2 separate regions of the Mus musculus genome follow, and region 1 is linked to region 2. Evidence: chromatin contacts called from public Hi-C data. All regions are on one chromosome and are shown on one strand. The core of a region is the stretch at or near the end of the contact, and the rest is flanking DNA. Distances in the headings are between cores, read along the strand shown. Region 1 overlaps Apba1 (amyloid beta (A4) precursor protein binding, family A, member 1). Region 2 overlaps Apba1 (amyloid beta (A4) precursor protein binding, family A, member 1).

Evidence for each region. A called contact is a pair of places that touch in the nucleus more often than the background predicts.
Region 1: a Hi-C map of cerebellar granule neurons shows a contact between it and region 2, with 2.1 times the contacts expected there. A contact is called at or near these places in 3 of 39 promoter capture datasets (embryonic stem cells, hippocampal neurons and liver), 97 of 484 Hi-C or Micro-C datasets (the 3T3-L1 cell line, 3T3-L1-derived adipocytes, the 63-12 cell line and 56 more) and 18 of 130 datasets of targeted methods (the NIH/3T3 cell line, bone marrow-derived dendritic cells, differentiating embryonic stem cells and 5 more).

Annotation. Positions count from the first base shown.
Region 1 is chr19:23,938,739-23,944,698 of GRCm38.p6, forward strand. Apba1 (amyloid beta (A4) precursor protein binding, family A, member 1) reads left to right here. Exons shown (of 13, transcript NM_177034.3): 11 at 5,273-5,392. Among named protein-coding and RNA genes, the nearest start is that of Gm34076, 24 kb to the left of the region's middle.
Region 2 is chr19:23,866,189-23,871,442 of GRCm38.p6, forward strand. All of the region lies in intron 1 of Apba1 (amyloid beta (A4) precursor protein binding, family A, member 1), which reads left to right. Among named protein-coding and RNA genes, the nearest start is that of Gm34076, 49 kb to the right of the region's middle.

The DNA of each region.
Region 1 (5,960 bases), core at 3,098-5,597, 75 kb after region 2:
GCACAATGAATATTTAGATTGCAAATAACATGGCCTTAATTAAATATTTTGTACATACATATGTGTACAAACACACATGCTGTGCTTTTATGGCTAAAAGTTTGCAGTGCAGGGAGTCTACACATACATCACCACAGACGTGAGGAGTGAGTTGTACCGTGATGTCAGGATGCCCGCGATGTCTCTGGGTAATGGGAATCTTTCAGTATTGTCTTAGAGGACTGCTACGGTTGACTAAGCTGTGTGGCACATGGCTGTACAGTAATGATGAGATCAGAGAATCTGCTTAATGCAGAGACTCACTCGGATATGTTTCATTGGACCTTCGTTGGGTGCTGAGCTGAACCATGGAGAAGCCATACACGTGGAAGATAATTATATTGTTGACAGGGTGCATAGCAACGTAGAGGTAAAGGGTGGCAAGCACTTAGGCAAGGAAACATTTATAGGACAGTGCTAAAGTTGACTCTGAAAGCATTAGAACCTAGGTATATGTCAAGGAGGGACGGGGGGCAGTTAGAAGTGTCTGCCTGGATTGATGGACAATGGGCTAGTGTTGAGTCAAGAGGTAGATCTTATCCTGACCTGCAAGGTTTGATCTGGTGTTGTCATGGTGACCTTTACTAAAAGGCAGGAGCACTGCCCATTGGCGTGCCTTCTCCCCTCTCTCCTGTGAACACATTACTTGTGTGTGCATGTGAGAACGGCAAGGGGCTGTGTGGTCCAGACAGTGAGCAGGACCTCAGCCAGGAGCTAGGCCTAGCAAGAAGTGATGACTGGCCCCACAGTTACAGAAGACAAGGGCTATGCACTGAGCACTGACCAGAGGGTGGTTGTAGATTCGCTCACCAAACTCATGGCTTTCTGGTTGCTCGTGAACTTCTAATGTAGCAGGTACTATGCTCACCCGCTGCACAACGAGACACCGAGGCACAGAACAATGATTACATAGCTGGCCCTTGGTATAGACAGATCACTCACCAGTGAACAATAATATGATCCCAAGACAGCAGTGTCCAGGGAAGGTGTCTGTCCAAGTGCACATCCTTAGCCACAGGTACTAATGCATGCCCCAGAAGACGGGAGACTGTCTTGGCTGTCCCACTGTGAGCAAGTTACGAATACAGGCACATCCTACAATGCATAGAACAGCCCCTGCACTGCCAATCTCGAGAGTCTGTGTGTGAGTGCAGAGTTCAGATGCGAGAGAGAACATGGTGAGTGAGGTTGGTGAGGGTAACTTTATGGGCAGCTGATCTAGGTCTGGAAAGGCTATGGCTTTGAGGGAGGGGTATTATAGACTGAATATGTCCCCTTAAAATACATGTCAAATAACCCAGGGGATTTGGGGGAGGTGACTAGGTCCTAAAGGTGATGTGTTCATGAATCGCATCAGCGCCTTTGTGCAAGGGATGCTACAAGCCTCTCTTCCTCCATGTGAAAGCAACAAGAAGACAGCAGTCTGTAGCCCAGGGGAGCCCCCTCATCGTCACCTGGCTGCCAGCACCCTCATCTCAGACTTCTGGCCTGTGTGACTAGTAGAAGTAATGCTACCCAGTGTATGATATTTCGTTGTGGCAGCCCACGGTGACTGAAGAGAGAGAGAGTGGGGGCGGGGCAGCAGAGGGAACGTGAGTGAAGACGGGGATGGGCCTGCATTTGAGAAGCAGGAATCTCTGATGACTCCCAGCCTGGCGTCAGAAGCTGGCCTTCCCAGAAGCCACCCTGTACCAGAAACTCCAAAAGCTTAGAGCTCCCAACTGGCCATTCATTGGAACCCAACTCTCCTCTTACCTGTCCCCATTGCCCTCTAAATGGCACAGACACAACAAGGGTCATAGTGTCCATGTGGTCAAGCTGATCCTACCGCTTAGGGACTCCACACTGTCCACAGACCACTAACTCAGTCAAGAAAAAAGCAAAACTCAGGCTTCCTGGGGGTGGGAGAGGAGGGAAAGTTTGTTTGAGGAGCCAAACGTTGATGTCTGTAAATGGAGTTGCCATGGATTCAGAAGATGAAAATGCCGCATGACAATGAAAGACTGTTGACGAGGGCCTGAGAAAGCTGCCTGCTTCTCTGTGGCCTCCCTCACAGAGATGTGCACAGCAGGCAGGGACAGTCAGAGACTGCCAGGCACTCAGTGCCCCAAGATACTCAGCTCTGTTGAGCTGAAAAAAATCAGATAGCCTACCTATGGCTCTTCTTCGCTGTGGAACATTTGCCACAACCTGCTGGAACCCACGATACTAAACGAAGACACACTCAGTAGGTTTAGTGCCATTTTTTATTGCTCTCTAGACATCACCCACTTTGTGCCTGGACCTAGACAGATGCTCACACTGTCCAACCCCAGACCCCTCAGCTACTGCCAGGGGATGTCTGGACTTCAGAACACTACTGCAGTGCTGTTTATTTCAGTAGATCCCAGTGTGCTTTATTATTATATACCCAGCATCTTGCATCTTGACCAATCATGGCTTCTCACACATGAGCCACCCAAGGATGCTGTTAAAGATACTGGTCGTGTTCTGACAAGGCTTAAGTGGGGCTCTACCTTTCAGCAAACTCTCAGGGAGTCTTCTGGCCTGCACTTTGGAAACAGGCATCTAAAGCTATGTGTTCTGTGTCTTACCACTTCAATGCTAATTGCCCCACCCCCACTGCAGGAAGTAGACTGTTTCTAGTTACAGAAACCCTCTACATTCTTTTGTGCCTAGCTCTTTTACCTTTCCAGGTGTAATTTATTCCTGAAGCACCGCCACTGGTAGGCAAAGCATGCTAGCATCCGTCTCGGTTCACGCCATTACCTCCAAGTCCTGCTCTCTAGACGTCTGTTCCTTTCCAGCCTAGTGCCCAGCTTCCCTGTCCTTCTCAAGAGTATCTTGGTTCTGCTCTGGTTGCTATAGAGACCACTCTTCCTCCTTTCTCGCTGTGTTTCTTAATTCACGGCATCATTCACTGTTGTCATGGGGATGAAATGACCACTTATTTAATTGGCACCTCCAACAAAATGGCAGGTAGGAAATCTAAGTTAATGGGACCCAACTTGAACGCTGATTAGGCTCAGCAGAGCAGAGCGTACCCTGGTTATTTCAGACCGCCACCTCCTAAGCTTTACGCTGGAGCACATTTTCTCCAGCCTTGAAGTTATTTTGCTGAGGCATTTTGAATCAGTTCGCCAGAGCAATGTGGGAAGGCCTACAGTCCCTTTGGTCAAATCCTGTCACTCTCTGCTCTGGTTTTCCACAAACTCCTGATCTTACAGTGTGTGGTCTTCAGGGGGAAATACTGGATGAATGTAGTGGGACTCAAGCTGCCTTGGCCACCACCCAGTCTTAGTTCTGATACTCTCTGTGTGACCTCTCTTAGCCTCTTCTTCTCCCTTCCCACTTCTTAGACCTAGAGAATCTTATTCCTTCTAGTGCCTAACCCATTCCTTGGTATGTAAGTGACTTTTAAATGAACAAAGAGTAGGTGCTCAAGAAAAAAATATAATCTGCATGTGGCAAAGGCCCGGACTGTCATGCTTCATGATACCATAGGCTGTGATGTCAGGGAGTCTGAGTTTGAAGCTTTTAAGCTTTTAATGGCTGTTTCAGCATAGACTGAGGCATTTTGGAAGAACTATCTAGACCTGACAGAGACTTCAGTGTCACCATGTAGAAAACAGTGGAGAAGGTAAGATAGAGCAGAGTGCCTACGAGCCTCCTGTTACAGAAGCAGAAATATGAGATGAGCTCTGGTCTAGGGACAGCAGCTCTGTCCTCCTCACCTGACTATGCTTGTCCCACTGCTGGGAGCAGAAAGCCAGACCTTCTCTCTCCCTTGCTGACATGACAACAAGACTTGTCCACAGAAGGCCCAAATCTGTCATTGGTGTCTGATGCAGGAAAAGCACATGCCATTCATTCCACCACATTGAAAATACTACTCCCTTAAGGAGGGTGTTTCCTAGCCCCAGAGTACTGGGGGCACTGGTGATACCTGCATTGGCTTGAACATCAAGTCACAGTGGGTTGCTACCTCTAGGGGACATCGTGGGCCTGAATGAAATCTAGCTTTCCTCAAATCCCTGCTCCTTCTAATTGTTGCTCTCTCGGAGAAGAACATACTCACCCACCTCCAAACCCCTTTCCCTTGCTCCCTTGGAGGGAAGTCTAAGCTGATCTTGAGCCATTTCTTAAGCAGCTGATCTTGGCAGATAGGAGTCCAGGCAGGCAGGCATTTCCTGGATGCTCTGATCTCCCAGCCTCAACTGTAGCAGCAGGGCTTCCGGACACACCAGTGTGGTCCATTTGCTCCAGGACGCCAAAATCATCCTTTTTCTCGGCACTGTGTTTCTTGAACTGGGATTTGGAGCACCAGCTGGAGAGCAGGTGTGGGGAGAGGCTCCGAGAGCTTTGAGCGTGCTCCCCTCAGAGTACCTGCTCTGGCAAGCAGGAGGCAGCCCGGGCAGCACAGGCCTTCCTCAGAGACAGCAACACTGGAGGGAACGTGTTCATATTTAGGATGGGTTCTTTCCTCTGGCCCTCATTTCTCAGCACATAGCTGATGAGGTAGTAGGTGAGCCTACCTGAGGGAGGGATTGTGTGGCTAGTGTGTAGAAAGCTCCAAACAGGCTCTGAAAAACTGTTTCCTGTTCATAATTAAAGACCAGATTTTCTTCGACAATCCATTCTGACCTAGAGGTAGGGTAGGCAGCCAAGGATGAACCCATATACAGTCTCCATGTTTCATTTGTTCACAGTCCACACCTCAAGGAGGCAGAGACTCACTGGAGTATCCTGCTGTGGGAGTGAAGTCCGTGACGTAGGCAATCTCTCTAGACATAGAATGGGAAAGAAGAGTCAGAGACCAGGAAAGATCCGGCTGTGTGGATGGACTGCTTGCTGGGACGTGTACGCCCTTTGTGAGGAGTCACTGCTAGAGTCTGCCTTGTAGAGGAAGAGGCCCATGTCCCATGGGGCCCTCTACCGACTCTGCACACCCCTCACCTTTGAGCACACATAACTCTTCCTTATAGTCAAGGGTGACACAGTCCATTTTCCAAAGTGAAGATGCCATCCACAGGACACCTGTCTCACACAGACTGGGCGGGTTCCAGGGGGCCTCATGGGGACAGCTCCAGCTCACACGCATACAGTAGCAGTGAGATCGTCAGAAGCCTGCAGGTCTGGGTGCTGCCTCTGGGTCAGGCCACGTCGTCTGTCTTTATTTCCTCTGCCTGATGGAGTGGTCACCATCTCCACTGTACTTTATTCATGTGTCAAGGGCTTAAAGAACCAGTCCCGAGTGAAGCTGAATATCGTGAGGTGCCCCCCAGTGACCACAGTGCTAATAAGGAGGCCGGACCTTCGCTACCAGCTGGGTTTCAGCGTACAGAATGGAATTGTAAGTACGAGTTTTCCAAAATTAATAACAACTAAAAATGGAGATATATTGAATATTTTTCTGGCTGGTTCATTCCTTTCATCTTTTCATCCAATAAAGACGTTTGGGGTTTTCAGTTCATTCGCCAGTGGTCACAGCCTAAGCCTGTGCAGCGGCTGGCTGTGCCACCAGTTCCATTCCAGTAAAAAGTGAGTTTAGCCAGGGATCACCAAGTCCCTGCTCTCCCCAAGCCACACCGTGGGACAGAGTAGGTTTCTAGTGCCTCTTTGGTTCACACAATAGTGTTCCTCGAGTACAGGCTACCAGCATCAAACAGTTCCATGGGTAAGCCTGCTTGTGACTATGGAAAGCCGACTGACACACTGGCCACTGCCTGATAGGCCCAACAAGGACAGAAAGTGGTCAGAGTTCAGGACACTAGGAAGGTCACTCCTGCCACATCCCCTGTGCAAAGCTGGTGCACAGTGGGCCTGCAGAACCTCCTTTTGCTGCCACTAAATATGGCTCTAGGGATCAGACACAGAATCTGTCACGCTAGTTAGACATTCAACCGCTGAGCTCCATACCA
Region 2 (5,254 bases), core at 378-2,877:
GCCAACAAGCGGCGGGGAAGCAAAGAGCCTCTGCCACCTGCCATAAGGAATATTTAGGCATGACTTGTAATTTCTGTGGTGGTGGTTGAAACGTGAGCAAGTGTTTCCAGAGGGTTCCAGAAATATCCCTTAAAGGTGCTATGAGTACTGAAAGGACTGACTTCCCCATTTCACCAGCTTTTTTCATAGATGCTGCAAAAGGAAAGGCCCATTCGGCTTCAGAATCAAAATCCAGTGAGGGCGGTAGAAGCCAGTATTGGCATAGGCTTTTCTGATGCAGGGGGTTGGCTCCCTAGAAACCTCTCCTTGTTCTATTCTTGTGACAGACATGGGCATTTGATCTATGTCTGTTTCATCCAGAAGGAAATGGAGTTTAGGATCCATGAAATGCATGTCAAATTATTTGGATCTAAACTAATGTGATTTTCTGAAGTGTTTGTGAAATACTCCTTTGGATGCAAACTGTAATGAGCGAGACATCTAATTAGCACACTGGGCTAAGCAGAAAGAGCTAGACATTGTCGAGATAGCAGAGCAGCACGTGGCTGCAGTGTGCAGAATTCAGGAACAAGCCAGAGTGGACAAGTTCAAACCCCAGCCTCACCACTCACTTGACTTCACTCAACCTACCCGCTTCTAAGTTTCCTTCTAGTAAAGTTGAAGGCCAGCAGTGACCTAGAGCTGTTTTAAGGATGAATAGTAGTTGAGCACGAATAGTATCCTCTGGCCATAGGAAATGACATTCACCGCCTGGAGCATGTGCCCTTGATGTGTGGGCCCAGCTACTGGGTATGTTGAGCACAGCGGCTTCATCTGCAGGCCAGGCTGGGAAGGAGGCGGGGCATATGACCAGGCTTTTCCTGCATTCTATAATTCTCCACTTCCTGATGCTTTCTGCATGTCTTTGCCCTCTCACGAGTAGGGAAGCCAACAACAGTGAGAAGCTGAGATACCCTGGAAGCTGTGCTCTACCAACAGATAGGGAGCCCAGCAAAATGGGAGGAGGGAGGCAGAGGGCCCACAGCCTGCAGCTCAGCGCATGCTCAGAACTGTCAGGGCGTCTCTGTTCATCAGCTATCAACCGCAGGCCGAGGACTGCCATGAGCAGCTTGAAACCCGTGGGGTGCCATTCGTGGAAGCCAAGAACCCCTGATAATTGAGCACCAGAGGAAGAGCTTTGACCTTGAAGAAGTGAACCCGGTGCAGTCAGAAACAATTTGACCGCTTTCCGAGGTGCAATTGGATGTCTGGGGCCGCAGAGCTGAGTGTCCCTGAAAGGAAAATGAGACGAAGGATATCTTGGCTAGTGATATATTTGGAAGTGAAGACGGCTCACTTGCCCTTCTGCCTCTCCCTAGTCATCCTCAGAAGACTGCCGAGTTTCTATAATTCCTAAGAAATTATCTATCTTAAATACAGAGATGGTCTGATTTCACTCGTACATTTGGATAGTTTTGAGATCCAAAGGAGGCACTCAACATAACTAAAGTTGTATAATTTTCCTTGGAAGATTGTTTGGCAGCTTCTTAACAAGACTAAAAATATGCTTACCATACGTATGATTCATCATTTAACCACTTGGTACTGGCCCAAATGTGTTGAAAAAAAAGTTTCCATAGAAATTGCACACAGGGATGCTTATAGCAGCATTGATCCTAATTGACAAAACGTATCAGCAGCCAAGACGTCCTTCAGATGGTACATGAGTTTTAAAATTAGCATTCTACACTAAAAACAAGTGAGCTATCAAGGCACGAAAAGGCATGGAAGACTCCCCGGTGTATATACTATGCGGAGCTGTCTGAAATGTTCATACTAATGGATCAATTACGTGTGTTCCTCAGCTTATAGCAAGGCTCAATCCCAATGAACTGGCTGTAAGTTGAAGACATCATTAAATCCACAGTGCATTTACTGCCCCTAGCCTGCTAAACATCTTTGGTTGGCAACAGGGCACACTGTAAGATACCAGAGTTTCCCTGCAGATCTCCTAGCTGCCTGGGATGGTATAGCTCACTGGGGCTGCCCAAGCACCTCCTCCAGGATGTATCTTTTATTGCTAAGCTGGGAAGGGACCAAGATGCAAAGTTTGGAATACTGTCACTACAGCATGCATATTGCTGTAAATATCAGAAAGTCAAAAAAAATGCCTAGGTCAGCCATCATAGGTGGAGAGGGTTGTCTGTATAAGATGTTCTGGAAAAGGCAGCACTATCAAGGCAGAGAGCAGTCAGTGATCCCCAGAAGCTGGGTTAAGGGATGGTTGGGAGAAAGAGGAGCCCAGAGAGCTTGAAGAGCAGTGAATGTGCTCTGCGTGGTGGTATGGGGGTAGTGCAGGTTCGAACATCTATCAGGACTCATAGAACACACACCAGGCCTGAAGCCCAGTGTAAGCGCTGGACATGTTCACTGCATAGTGACTTGCCGGTGTGGTTCACAGACCGCAGCGAATGTGCCGCTCTGGTGGCGGTGATGGTGGTTGGGAAGGCTGGGGGCCGGTGTGGAGAAGGGGGTCTGTGTGGGAGCTTGCTGTGTTCGTGCCTCAGTTCTGCTGTGAACCTCGACTGCTCTAAGGAGTCTTTAGTTTTTAAAAACTGTGTTGTTTTGTGCATGTTTATTAGCCCTGCCATAAATTGTCACACTTTGAAAACAGTTTCTGGAAATATTTTTATCCAAAGAGGATTATTTTAAATAAGAGCAGAACATACGCTCACCTCTAAGCAAGATGCTCATAATTGGAGCTAAGAAGAAAAAAATAAATGTCAACGCGCTTATGAAGTAAAGGGGAAGGAAACTGCTTTTCTTCCGTGCGATTATTCCTTGTGTGAGAACCTGCACTAAAGTCTCTCCTCCCCTTTCTCTTGGTTTAACAGTAGTGATTTGTTCTGTAACTTCCAGTGCGCTGGGCTCTCTTAGGTACTTTGCAATATGTTGACTTAGCCATTATTAGCTAGAGACTCATCCATTCATTCACTCAAAAATATTTACTGACCTATAACTCAATAGCAAGGAAACAACAATGCAAAAAGAAAAGAAAAAAAAAAGAGGAGGGAATCACTTAACTAGACATTTCTCTAAAGATGTGGTACAAATGGCCAGTAGATATGAAAAGGCATGGCCAGCATCACGGATGACAAGTGCCAATCAAAATCACAACAAGGTGTCAGCTCACCCGCTAGGATGGCCCCTCCAAAAACAAAGATGCTTTGCTGCAGATGTAGAAAAACTAGAAGCTTTGTGTTTTTCTGGTGAGGCTATAAATTCTTACTCCTGCTATGGAAAATTGTATCAAGATTCTTTTTCTTAAAGATTTATTTATTTTGTTATGTGTATTGATATCTTAACCACATATCTGTCTCTACGAGCATGCCAGATCCCCTGGACCTGGAGTTACAGACAGTTGTGAACTGAATGTGAGCTCTGGGAATTGAACCCTGGGTCTTCTGGAAGAGCATCTAGTGCTCTTAACCACTGAGCCATCTCTCTAGCATATATATATATAATGGACATAGCTTATTACCCAGCAACCTCATTTCTTGGTACTTATCTAAAAGAATTGAAATGAAGATCTCACAGAAATATCCACACTCACATGTTCTCTGTAGCGCTATTCACAATAGCCAGGATGCACAAACAGCTTAAATGCCCAGTGACGAAGAAAGAAGATATAAAGTTGATGCGTATAGTCGAATAGTATTCTTGCCATTTGCAGCAACACGGATGACTCTGGAGGACATGCTGCCAAATGAAATAAGCCAGTCACAGAAACACTTCCATGAAAAATCTAATATAGTCAACTGACAGAAGGAAAGGATAGAGGGCAGCTGCCAGAACCTGAGAAGTGGTGGGGAGAAGCTGCCATTCAACAGGTAGAAAGATTCAGTAATACAAAGTAAATAATGCCCACATCTCTGCTGTATATATTACTTAAGGTTAACATCACTATATTACACTGTTTAAATCTGTTAGTGTATACCCCACACCCTGTGTTGTCCTGTAATAATAATAAGTCAATGAACACTAGATAAGTATCGCACACTGTTCCTCTGGGGACATAGTATATGGAATCTAGTAAAATGTACGGGGATGGGGAGGAAGATAAATGACTGTATAGTATGTCTGGAGACCCATAAAAGTACTGTGCTGGGGACTGTGATTTGGAGAACTTCTCTTATATGGTGACATTTGAGCAGACTCATAACAAGAATAAGTTGTCTCTTGTCTGGGGGACAGTAAATTCAGGCAGAGGGACAGAGAATGCAGAGGAAATGCTGGCATTTCATGAAATTACAAGGAGGTCCCTGTGGCTGGGTATATATGTGTAGAGGTGGAGGTCAAAGGTCAGTGAGGGTAGAATGAGACATCACTATATTATTAAAAGAGATACATGATCTAACTTACATTTAGGCATGGTTGCTGAAGCCTAGAAATCAATTGCCCGTCTCCTGGTAAAGGATGGTGGCAACTTTAATGAGGAATAAGAACAGTTAAGTTAGTTCTTGGCCGAGTTTGAAGGTAGGAATGGTGAGTGTCTCACAGATTTGCTCGAGTGTGGAAGAAAGGACTGAAGAATGATGCCAAGGGTTTGAGCTACTGGAATCATCATGGAAGTGATAGTAGAAAGAACAGGTTTAGGGGGAGAAAGACAGAAGTCTGGCTTTTTTGTTCCTAGTTCCTTCCCCCCTGAAACCCTCTATCCCATCCCGCCTACCCCTGCTTCTATGGGGGTGTTCCCGCACTCCTGCCTCCCCACCCTCGAATTTCCCTACACTGGGGCATTGAACCTTCACAGGATCAAGGACCTCTCCTCCCATTGATGCCCGACAAGGCCATCCTCTGCTACATATATACAGCTGGAGCCATGGGTCCCTCTATGTGTACCCCTTGGTTGGTGGCTTAGTCCCTGGGAGCTCTGGGGGATCTGGTTGGTTGATATTGTTGTTCCTCCTATGGGGCTGCAAACCCCTTCATCTCTTTCAGTCCTTTCTCTAACTCCTCCACTAGAGATCCTGTGCTCAGTCCAATGTTTGGCTGTGAGCATCTGCCTCTGTATGTGTCAGGCTCTGGCAGAGCCTCTCAGGAGACAGCTATATCAGGCTCCTGTCAGCAAGCACTTCTTGGCATCCACAGTAGTGTCTGGGTTTGGTGACTGTATATGGGATGGATTCCTAGGTGGAGCAGTCTCTGGATGGCCTTTCCTTAAGTCTCTGCTCCACACTTTGTCTCCATATTTGCTCCTGTGAGTATTTTGCTC